2 separate regions of the Mus musculus genome follow, and region 1 is linked to region 2. The links are chromatin contacts, called in public HiChIP or PLAC-seq maps. All regions are on one chromosome and are shown on one strand. The core of a region is the stretch at or near the end of the contact, and the rest is flanking DNA. Distances in the headings are between cores, read along the strand shown.

Region 1 (6,251 bases), core at 2,793-5,292, 690 kb after region 2:
AACTTCTGACTGTGAGATATCCTCCTGATGACTTTTGCCTGTCATTTTAAGGAAGAGCACAAGGGCTAAAAGATGGCTCTTAGTGATGCTTGGGGACCTGAGTTTCTTCCTTAGAAACCTCAAAGAAATGTCAGGCATGGTGACATACACTTGTAATCTCAGCACTGAGAAGTCAGAAACAAGCAAATCCTAAGACTCACTGACCAGCCAGCCGACGTCACTCAGTGAGCTCCAGAGCAGTAAGAGATCTTGTCTTGGGGGACAAACTGTGGATAACACCTAAGGAATGACACCCAAAGTTATTCTCTAGTCTTCATGAACACACACACAGACACACACACACACACACACACACACACTTGCACACAATGTACACCTTCATACAAGCATACACATAGAGAAAGAACAGAAGAAAATCACCCCATCGAGTTCTCACACCTTCCCATCCTCCTTAAAAGATGTGGAGGAGACTACATGAAGATGGTCTGGATCTAGGAGCCACTGGGAACAAAAGGTGATGTGGGTGACATTTCCCTTCAAATTGTATATATGCCAAGCTCAGCTTGCCTCAACTTGGGTAGGTGGCATCCAGCCTGTGGGTCCCCTTCTAGACTAGACTGCTCTACATTAAGATTCCATGCTCTGCCTCCCTGAACAGACAGGAGCATCATTGGGCCAACAGGAGGAAGCAGGAAAAGTGATGCATGGGGCCATACAGAAATCATGAATTCACAAGGGCCAGAATGGTCACCACCTTATCAGATCCAGTCCCACATCTCAAGAGTCTGCCATATATAGGACCTCAGCAGAAGCATCCCAGACCCACAGCTTGGGAACCATGGGCCTCCACAGCGTATCTTCAACTGCTCTCCACTCACCCTTAAACACCATCAGGAATGAAAGAACACCCCTCCTCTCTAGTTCAGCTGACCTCCAAGTCGTTCTAGTGTCCACAAACTTCCTTTATTGTGTCCTCCCTATTAGCACCCAATAATTTTACTGGCCCCTGAGACACCTACATTAAGTGACAATAGAATAGTTTCAACTCAGCTGTCACTGACACTTTGAAGCATCTGAGGGTGGCACTCATGTCCCATGCCCTCTAAACAACCTCAGCCCTTCAGGGTGGAAGCTCTCCGCTTGTCCGGCCTCTCCTCCTTTAACATCACTTCTGCTCTAGCACCTCTGAACCCCTGCCAAAGCCAGAACAGCTTCCTGTTTGTCATTGAAGATGGGTGCTGGGAGGAGCCTCCCTCCGTGCTCTTTACTCTGCTCCTCGCTCTGGCAGCATGTGTGCCTGGAGCAGTTTGGGAGGATTTACTTTGGCTCACAGTTTGAAGGGCTATCAGTCCATCATGGCAGTTGAAAGCAGGGCAGTAGGAGCTCCTGATGCTGCTGGGTCCCATCTTAGGGATCAGGAAGCAGAGGTCAGAACTGGAAGCAGTCCAGGATACAACCCTCAAAGGTCTGTCTCAAGTGGTCTATGTCACCAGCTAGATATGATATCCCAAAGGTCCCACAACTTCCCAAAACAGCACCACCAAAGGTAAAGAAGTGCTGAAATGTTAGCCTGTGTTTTCACATCCAAACAATTCCCTCTTTGGCATGCCCTGGCAGCTGTGGGCATTCCAAGGACATCTCAGGTCTAGGGATAAAATGTACAAAGGGAGAGAGTGTAAGGCAGAGGCAATCATGGAGGGAAAGACATGTGCTTAGGAAGCAGGAGAAGGGTGTGAAGTGAGGGTAGAAAGGTGCCCCCTCCTTCCCATAGTTCTTCTAAATGTGCACCCAAGGCTGTCACTGGGTTTATCTGCAGAGTATGAAAATTAGATCCTGTGGGGCAGTTAGCTGGAGGATACGCAGATCTGATGTGTTTATCATGGAATGTTCTGACTCACAGGGGAGGCCCCTCCCCCACCAGTCTCTAGCACAATTGAATCGGGTCGGGAAACATTTTTCAGAATTTTCATTTCTGACGTCTTTGCTATCTCTAAATTCCCATCCTTTTGCACGTGCAATAAATATCCACTTTATAATTTATAAGCAAATGGAGATGCAATGCTAATCATAAATATTAATGGAAGAGCAGAGATGACGATGTATGCCCAGTCACGGAGCCTGAAAGAGCATTTCTCTGGGTGGCGTGGCAGTGTGGCAGCCCGTGCTTACCTCCCACTGACACTGAGTGGCTGCACACAACAGTGTTTCTCTCTTTGTAGGGCCTCTCAGCCCTTGGCAGTGTTATGAAGAAGCTGGAGCAGAGGTAACAGATCCAGGGTGAGGGAGAGAACCATTGCCTGCCTCTTACCAGCTCAGATGACGTCAAAGGATTGTGTTCTGTGTTGGAAGTTATACTCTGAAAAACCACCCTGAAATATCATTGCTTTCTTTTCCAAAGTCAGTGACAAACATATCTAGGACACTTGAAACCCTACCAGCAGAGGAGATTAGATAGAACTGGGTGTGTTCAGGCAGCCTGGATTGTGAGATATAGAGGAAATAGTGCCATTTTATAAAGAATCATCTTAAGAGGGAAAATAGGTGTATTCTATGTGGCCCAAGGGTTAGAGCCAATAGGTAGCGTTAAAGATAAGAAGACTCAGACACACCCTGCAGAATGTCCCGAAAGTGCTACCTCCAAAGAGGAACTGAGCTTTCTGGAACCAGAGGTGGGCAAGCACACAAGTCGACTTCTGGTTGAAGGTGCTGCAGAGCAACACATGGGCTGTTGACCTAAAACATGAGCCCTGTGTGGTGGTTTTAGGCGGTAGATGAATGGCTAGTTTATTTCTGTAGTTGTATGGTGATTGAGCCCATGTTCTTAATTCAAATGAGGTTGCGTTCACTTAAGTCAATCAGAATTTAAAAGAAAAGAAAGTCATCCAGAGGTTAGAGAAATGGCTCAGCATTTACACAGCATGCACCGCTCTTCCGGAAGACCTAAGTTTACTTCCCAGCACCCATGTCAGGCAGCTCACAACCACCTATAACTCCAACTGCAGAGGATCCAGCACCTTCCATTGCATTCTGCTGACACTTGCACTTACATGTATATACTCAGACAAAGACATACATACACACAAAATTAAAATAAATTAAACCCTTTGTAAAAAAAAATCACCAAATAAGTAAGAGACGTGCAGACTTAGCAAAAGTCATGACTGACAGCTGCTGGGGCAGTGTGGGCAGGAAGTCCTCCTACCAGCCCCAAGGCCCTAAAAGCAGCAGAGAGTCCCTCCAACACACTCTCCAGCCCAAGGTCACTTTCACTTTCTGTTCACCTTCCCACAAAGCACGGTCCCAAGCCCTCAGCTACTCTGCAAATCACCTTTCACATGTGCAGATCTAAGTAGCAAGAAGTTCAGTTCTTCTCTGGAAGTAGTAGCTCTTCCAGAAAGTTCTGCAGGTTGTGCCTAAATCTTCTGGCCTGTAACTCTAAAGAAGTATCAGCCAAAGTCCCAGGGTAATTGGATCTGCCTGACTCGGAAACAACCCGGTACCTTGGTATCTTTGCTTTCCTCCTCCCCATCCAAACGCACCTCTCTTAGACTCTTGACAATCTGCTTTCCTGTTAGAAGATAGAGCTGTTGAGTAGATGCTCTATCCTGGGCTATTCATACTGCCTCCATCTACAGGAATGTGCCCTTATTGAGTGTTATCTTGTACAGTGTATTTGAACCTCAAAAGGCAAATACCTACCAGAGGTAAGGATATTAAGTTTTAATGCTTAACAGGACTTTTTAGAGAAATTTCTTTTTTGTTCAGGAAGGACTTTTGGGTTCCCCCAAATAATTCACAGTTCTATTAGAATCATATGTTTCCTCTTCACAGTTTAGAAAGCACTTTCAATACCTTTTTTTTTATTCTGATTCTCACAGTAACCCAAAATGAGTCTTGTATTGATTATCTTCATTTGGGGGGGGGCTAGGAAATAAAGATCCAGAGGGGCTGTTTAACTTTCTCAAGGCCACACAGCTTTCAAAACCACACCCAAATAAATCCCTTCATGCCAAACCCATAGCTCAATCCACTGTACCACACTGCCCTCCAGTGTCTCAAAGAAAGGACTATTGCCAGCCATAAGTACAGTATGCAAAGATCCATCTCAGGTTTGAGAGATGTCTGAATTTGGATGCTAGAAGTTAGTTTTAGAGTGATTCTCACTCAGTTCCCTGCTGACCCTCAAAGAGCCAAGAGGTTCCCTCAACTGCCTAAGACATGTAGGGGACATCTGACTGTCCCCTAAATGGGACCATACAAGCAAAGAGCTTCTACAGTCTAGCATGTTCAGTATGCGCTCAACCCTCCATGGACAGTCTGTTGCTACACGTCACGTTTCCATCCGTGGTCCTGGAGAAATCTGAAACAGCTAGCTGAGCTGAGCATCCACACCTGGAACCTATATCCCCACTCCTCACATCGCATCTAAAACCCAAGTGCACACTGCTGCTTGCTTGGCCTTCAGAACTTTTGTGAAATGAATAATTTCAGCAAAACGTATCTTTGTCTAAGACAGTGGCTCTCAACCTTCCTAATGCCGCAACCCTTTAATACAGTTCCTCATGTTGTGGTGACCCCCCCCCAATCAAAAAATTTTAATTACTTCATAACTGTAATTTTGCTACTGTTGTGAATCATTAATGTAAATATCTAAAATTTGACCGCCAAGGGGGTTGTGACTCACAAGTTGAGAACTGCCGGTCTAAGGGGAAACTCAGGGCTTTAAGAGGAAAGGCAATAAAACCAAGATTACTAACTGACCACCTCTAAAGCACAAAGCATCTCAGGCTTTATATCCTCCATGTGTTATCACCATGTGCCCTCAAGTGTCCGAGCTTGTCCCCATGTGAGACTTTCTGTACCTTGCTCGGACCACACAGATCACGAAGACAAAGTGCTGAGCCACGCGACTCATTCTGTCTGGGGACAAGTCAGTGTGAGCATGTGCCCTGCCCTGCTTGGGTGTGCAAGGCTCCAGTCTGCAAGCTCTGAGGTCAGCATTCTGGGAGAGAAGCAGTGTTCTAGATGAACAAGGGTCTGAGAGGGGACGTAGTAGAGAGGAACAAACTGAAGGACGGACAATTTGGAGGACAGAAAACCAAGGTTTCCCAATGCAAGTCCAAGTTTTTCTGGTTCTGTAACTTTCCTTCTTTTATTTTTTTAATCATTTGTCCATTTTTTCCATACTCTACTTTGGTCTCTTTCCTATTAATTAATTGATTAAAATGATTAATTCCTTCCATAATATTAACAGTGTCTTCATGATGTTTGTGGGAGCATTTTACCCTCGTGTACTGTCTTTTAGCTGTGATGATTTACTATGTAAATGTACTCCATTAATAAAGTCAATCCGGTTTTTAAAATGTACTTCCCATACTGCCTGCGGTCCTTCGCCCACCTGCCTCAAACCTTCCACACCTTATCTAGACCTGTTGTTCCCCTTTCCCACCCATCCCCATGAAACAACCCAACCTCCTTTCCTACCTCTCTGATCCTCATCCAAGCCATGCCTCCTCCCTCCTCCATATCTTCCTCTTGCCTATGAATCATGGGGCCCACTCAGAGCCTCTTCTCTCTGAAAGACTCAAAATGGTTTATTTACCTAAGACTCTCCCTCCACCCCCAGTCTTCTCTATCCTCATAGGATGGCAAGGTGAAGAAAGTATGAGACCCAGCAGAGAACAAGAGAGGGAGCCTACATGTGCATGATTCATGGTTCAGCAAGGATGAGTGAAAGAGGCCAAGGTGGGTGTGGGAGCAGCGAACACACAAAGAAGAGAAGGATTAATTGAGCCAAGCCAAGCTCAACCTTGAAGATGCTACTTTGGTGTGTTCCCGAAATAGGGCTGAGCTTATGGCTGGTTCTTACTTGTTAGTAACCAGTTTACCCATCCTTCTCTTAAGTCCTCCTTAATTAATCTTCTTAAAGAGAGCAACCTGACTCTGCCAGATTTGCTGGCCAAGTGTCAAAAATCTGTTCTGCCACTAAAATTTCGAGATCTTCACACAGAGTTTGCACAGAGAATAAGCAAACAGCTGTCCTCCTCCAACATCAGAAAACACATGCTGGTGAACACTCAGACACTGAGGCACCAAGGAGCTGAGTTTACCCCCTTGTGCGTAAGCTCCTGTGTGCATTTAGCATAAAGTGTGTACCGACTTCAACTATGAGCAAGAACATGTGGTCTCTTCCCTCCTAGAAAGCTGAGGAAGTTAGATGCACATTTAAATATCTGCAACCCTTTGAAATC
Region 2 (6,003 bases), core at 3,112-5,611:
GGGTACAGGGAACAGGGGGCGGGGGGGGGGAGTAGGTAGTTCTCTTGAATTCTCTGGGCCTGGACCACAGGTAGCATGCTAGTTGTCAGGAATTGTATTAAGAAATGGAGGGGACAGGCAACTTTAACTGGGTAGGTCAGGAGAGGAGAGGAAGAAAATTGTGTCATTGTCTTAACCAAACATTCCACCTAGCTGCCTGTCGCCAGGCTGTATCGTGCAGACAGGTAAACAAATAGTGATACATAGTGTGGCACTTGCTGCAATAATCTAAGTGCCAAAGATTTATGGGACTGTAGAACACAGTTCCTATAAGGGCCGACCACAAATATTGGATTGAAGCCTCTGTACTTTGGGACAAAGCAGGAGAGGGCCTTTGCTTTTCTCTGAAGGCGTCTGGAGGACTTCCAGAATCGTTGGGATTCAACAGGTCGTAGCATAAAGAAGAATCAAAGAAAATACTATCCAGCAGGGGCTTGCCAGGGCTAGAGTGACAAGAATATGTGTGTTTGGTAATGATCGAAAGATTGCCATGCTTAGAGGAGACAGGATGGATGAGGATGAGGGAAGGATGAGCTGGAGGGAGAGGAACAGGTCCACAGGGCCTCTGTTGACTTGGTAAAGAGTGTGACTATTGAGAGAAGTGACAGTAAACAGTAGGATGGTGGAGCACTTCAAGACACAGAGCTCTCATAAATTGCCTGGTGGTCAAATAGAAACATAACCTAGTATTTCCCTACATTGGTTTGGTATACATTGAGAATCTATAATCACAAAGTTCAAAGTCCAAAATGCTCCAGAAATTGAAAGTTTTGGGGGAATAGATGCAATGTTGACTGAAAAGTTCTATCCTGGTGATAAATTGTCATCCATTCCAAAAGATAATGCATCAAATTTCTTGCATTTTTTAATGTATAAGATGTTTGTGAAATAAAATGAATTTAATATGCAGACTCATATTATTATCCCCAAGAGAGCTCATTACAAAATTTGAAATACTTTTCCTTTCAGATATTCCAGAACCATGCTCAGTACAAGTATATCATTCTTCAGAACTCAACAGTGTGTCAAGTGTTTGATGAGCTTTACAACAATGATTTTAAAATCTCTTGAACATATTCATCAAGTTTCCAGTATTCAAGTGATTCTGATATGATACAAAATGGTGTTATATCATAAGTCAATGAGGTTGTAAATATCTTCACTTGCCCTTTCCTAAGGAAAGACACATTTACTGAAGTTGAGAAACTTGTCTGAGGTCACACAATAGCCAGGAGACCCTTTTGTATCCAGATACAGCTGGCTTTGGAGTTTCTGCCTTCTGCTCTAGACATGGCTCCTACTGTAGAGCATCAAGGATATCAAAGTTTTTATCATGTGTAGTTGCTCTCATCACCTTCCCCATTTCACACCAGCTCCCTCACTGGTGATCTCTTCTCCCTCATATTCAAAGTTCCTAAGTGGGGATAAGAAATTCACACCTACCCACTTCACAGGGCTGCTGGCTGGATTAAAGAGCTAATGTTTGCAAAACACTTTGAGCTTCAAGAAAAGCCAGGCGCCAGGAACTACAAAGGGTTTTAAGATGCTAGACTTTAAATCTCCTTAACAAGTTTCCATCTTTGGAGCTAATCTGGTACAGAGCCCCCCTTTTTTCCTTCCAAAGTCCTGAATAGTGGCTTACCTCTGTCCCTTAAGAGTGAAAGTGATGCCATTTCTCCTACTTCCTCCTCTTCCAGAACTTTCACCCCTTCCAAAACCTACCTGCAGTTATTTTAATATGTCTTACAGAATCCTTCTAATGTCTCCAGGCTTAGCTAATGAAGGCCCTTTAAAGAACACTTGATCATCTCATTGCAAATATGAGGCCATACAGCCCAGGAGAAGCAGGCACATGCCCAGAGATGAGTAGAGAGGTTGCTTAGAGGTCACGAGTCTCAAGATGCACACAAGGCACAAATTTAGGAAGAAGGAACTTGACTCTCACTTCTCTCCCACAGACAACTCTATCAGCAGGCACCGTGACTGGATCCATGGTAATGAAGTGTTTCTGAGCGAGAAGAGTCAGTGACAACCCAGGGCCAAATGCCTAGAACAGGGGGAGAGCACAGAGGATGGAAAGGGTACAGAACTGGATTTGTTTCCTTGGGTTCCTTCCTCAGCTCCATCTTTTTGTAACTGTGATTTGGGACCGGATTTGTTCCATCTGTTTGCCGATCTGACTCCTTATTCTATGGCACCAACCTCACTATTTCACCGCTGTGCTTCAGGAGATGGTCTGCAGGTATCTGAGCTTTGTCAGTGTGGATGCTCCTCTCCTCTCATCATAACCTGGATTAGCATTTCCATGCACAGAGATCACAGGAAGCAGTTTGGTTACAGCTAAACAGATCTGGCAGAGGGAGAGTTTACATTCTTAGAGAATAACATGACTTGGCCTTGTTAACCATTTGATAGGAGACCATTGTTTGATCTTAACAAGGCAACATGGAGTTGGTAGGAGTAGGTACCATGTGATCAAATATTGAAGTGGGCCCATTTTCCAAAAAACTAAGAGAACGACCAGTTATAGAAGGAAATCTGGTTACCTTAGCCAGGATAGGTGAGTCTCTTATATCTTCATCCTGTAAGGAAACTTTGAAATAAGTCTTAAAAAAGCCAATTTTATTGACTTTTTAAAAGATGGAATTTCATGTATTCCAAGCAGAGCTTGAATTTGCCCTGTAGCCAAGAGTGAGTTGGAACCCATGATCTTCCTCCTTCTCCTTCCATGCTAGGATTACAAGAGTGTGCCTACCACCTTGTCTCTCTGAGCAGTATCCCTAACTCCTTGTCTGGCAACTGACATTGGCAATTGGAAATCACTGCATGAACTAAAGGAAGCAAAGTTATCTGTCATTGAGGTTGTGACACATCTGAGTGTTTTGTTTCTCTCTTCACTGAGGATAGCAGCCCTCTCTGCTGAGACACAGGGGTATCTTCCTCAAAGGGCTGTCTACATCTTGCTTTCAAGGAAATAAAGTGAGTCTAGAACTCATCTTGCATCCCCTGAGTCTCTGCTGCCTGTAACTCATTATATTAATTACACCCAGGCTGCACATTTTGGGGGTGAAATGTTTTTATCCTTTAGGAGAAAGTCAGATCATAGAAACAATAAATCTGAAATTGTCAACAGCATCCCCCAAATTTTAGAACATGCAAATATGCCCAGTGGGGATCCAGTGCTAATGCAAGCACTGACTTCAAGGCTGCTCCTTTTATCACTTGCACAGTTTTCCTGGTCTACTGATAACTGGTCATGCCGTACTTTTCATTATTCTGGCTGCTGCTGCTAGCTGCTGCAGTCACTGTTCCTCTTCTTCGTTCTTTTCCTCCTCCCTCTCCTCTACTTTATCCTCCTCCTCCTCCTCCTGCCCCTCCTGCTTCTCCTCCTCCTCCTCCTCCTCTTCCTCCTCCTCCTCCTCTTCTTGCTCCTCCTTTTGTTCTTCTTTTTGGTTTGTGTTTGACTGTGTTACCTGGGTCTCACTCTATCCCACTCACTCTGTAGCCTTGAACTCACGGTTATCTATCTCCCTGTCACAGTCTTTTAAGTGCTAGGGATGATAGGCATGAGCTGCTATACCTGCTCATCCCTGCTTATCCTGCTTCTTGACTGACCGTGCTTGCTGTACCCCCAGGATACCATACCAGCTCTCCTCCATCTTACTGGCCCTGAGTACTCTTTTATACAACTCAGTTTATATGTTCATTTTGCCTTCACCTGGGCAATAATTCTCCATCCTTAAAATAATTCCATTAACCTGTGTATGTCCTGTCCATGTCGAGTCTGATTAGGATCCTGGAAAGGACAAATATATGAGATCTTACTTCTCTATGCAGACATAGCATTAGGTAGCTGTAAGGCCATTAACATAGAGGAGAGAGTGCTGGGAAGAAACGTTATCACTGGGAAGAGAGCAACAAGCATCAAGAAAAGATGCCTTAGAGGAAAGAGGTCACTGTGAACCCCTTCAGACAAGAAGGATTGAACCAGGGACAGGGGAGGCTATAGGTGGAGTGATGCAGGCCAAACAAGCATCAAGTGCACAAATGTAAAGCTCTCAGCTTACACCCCCCAGCCAGGTTACAGGACCCACAAGGAAAATAACACTGTGTTATTTCCTAATATAACCTGGGCCAGGGATCAGTCTTAGAGACTGAAAATATATCTAGCTTACCTCTTATTTTGTTTAATTCATGATGTTGTTAAGAGTTTTATATTTTTAAACGACTAGGAAAAATTACTCAACCGATCAGGACTACTTCATGACACATAAAAATGCTATGCAATTCAGATGTCAGCATCCATGCATATAGTCATATCAGAACCCAGCCACGCCTGCTTATGTATGCATTACCCAGCACTGCTTCTGAGCTATTGTAGCTGAAGTGAGTAATAGCAGGAGACCATTTGGCTCATGAAGTCTAAATCATTTCTTATCTTGCCCTTTACAGGAAAAGCTTGTTGACTTGTGGCTTAGGCTAAAGAATCCGACTACTGAGGCTCCAGTTCTGAACTCTCTTTCTCCCACCTGTGTGATTTTGGACCATCAATTTTTTTCACATTTTTTTAATTGGATATTTTCTTTATATACATTTCAAATTTCAAATTCTATCCTCCCCCTATATCCTCCCCCCTGCCATGTTCCCCTACTCATCCACTCCCGCTTTTTGGCCCTGGCATTCTCCTGTACTCGGGCATATAAGGTTTGCTAGACTGAGGGGCCTCTCTTCCCAATGATGGCCAACTAGGCCATCCTCTGCTACATATGCAGCTAGAGACACGAGCTCTGGGGGTACTGGTTAGTTCATATTGCTGTTTGGACCAACAATTTTATCATCACTCCCTGTCACTGTTTTCCCATTTGAGGATAAACATGAGTTGTTATGGAAACTGGGTTAGTACACTCTAACCTGGGAGGTTTAGAGTAGTGTCTTGCACATAACAAGCTCTCAGTAAATGTTTCTTATTCCCTTTGTGGCGGAGGAGCTCAGCTGCAGGCTTGGCATCTTTTCTTATTCAGAGGATATTTCTTGAAAGAATGAAACCGTGAGGAAGTGCATTGAGGTGTGTCCTCGAGACCATCACTAGCTCTGTGCTGCTTTCCAAAGGGGCTGAGGAGGGAATTCCAGTCTCCAGTGCCTTTTCCACTCTCCAGCATCGCCGGAACATCTGCTAGTAATCTTGGTCTTGTGGCATTTTTTTCCCTTCTGTTTTTGTTAATTTTTAAAAGAATCTTTGGGCTGTGGATGATGGAGAGAAAAAGTCCAGGGTGAGGGGCGATGACTGTGGAGTGTGTGCAGTGGGGAACAACTAGTATGGACTTTTGACATGAGAGATAATGTTTCCAGAGAGTAAGGGGCCCCCAACATAAAAAAAAATTCTCCAAGAAAAAGAGAACTAGTAACTATTTCTTAGAGTCTCCTTGGAGCACTGTAGGCAGATGGTGTGTTTTAATATGAGAGACTTGTTCCAGCCTCCCAGGGCAACCAGCGCGTGGCCATGGGTCCAGAAAGGCAGCTTGCTCATCCGTAGGCTGAATACTTCTGTGTAACAAGACTCTCTTGCGGCTTAGAAAAGGCTTTCAGTCTCCTTGAGACATCTGTTTTGTAAAAATCAGCCCAGCACGCTCAGAGCATCACCAACAGAGTCTGTATTCATCCTTCAGGGGCCATTTTATCTGCACACTGACTGAGACCCTAAAAACTCGGAGCCAAATCCTGTCCCGCATCATTACCCACCCGGATTCTTGATGATTTTAGTTTCTATAATCAGGGCAACATTATCTTTACCTCGCAAAGAGCGGAGTGTGGATTCGCATCTCATTGTCCACAGAGTTCCAACCATTAGCACCGAATTGGTGAGTGGGTTTTTACCAGCTATGTGTCCAGTTTCAGTGGAGAGGAGGAGAAACAAAACCCACAACCGCAGTGTGGCCAAGTAATTGCTTTCAATGTACTGAACAG

Evidence for each region. HiChIP or PLAC-seq counts read pairs in DNA pulled down with a chosen protein or histone mark.
Region 1: a FOXA1 HiChIP or PLAC-seq map of pancreatic cancer cells shows a contact between it and region 2. The contact joins two enhancer-like sites. A contact is called at or near these places in 1 of 484 Hi-C or Micro-C datasets (epidermal suprabasal cells) and 1 of 115 datasets of contacts at active chromatin or transcription factors (pancreatic cancer cells).

The regions. Positions count from the first base shown.
Region 1 is chr4:56,615,964-56,622,214 of GRCm38.p6, forward strand. No RefSeq gene overlaps it. Among named protein-coding and RNA genes, the nearest start is that of Gm26144, 60 kb to the right of the region's middle. Within about 2 kb of position 4,043, at least 46 of the 459 cell types and tissues checked have an H3K27ac peak or open chromatin away from gene starts, as enhancers often do. A contact at or near this core is called in pancreatic cancer cells, where this site is marked.
Region 2 is chr4:55,923,205-55,929,207 of GRCm38.p6, forward strand. No RefSeq gene overlaps it. Among named protein-coding and RNA genes, the nearest start is that of Gm34482, 27 kb to the right of the region's middle. Within about 2 kb of position 4,362, at least 35 of the 459 cell types and tissues checked have an H3K27ac peak or open chromatin away from gene starts, as enhancers often do. A contact at or near this core is called in pancreatic cancer cells, where this site is marked.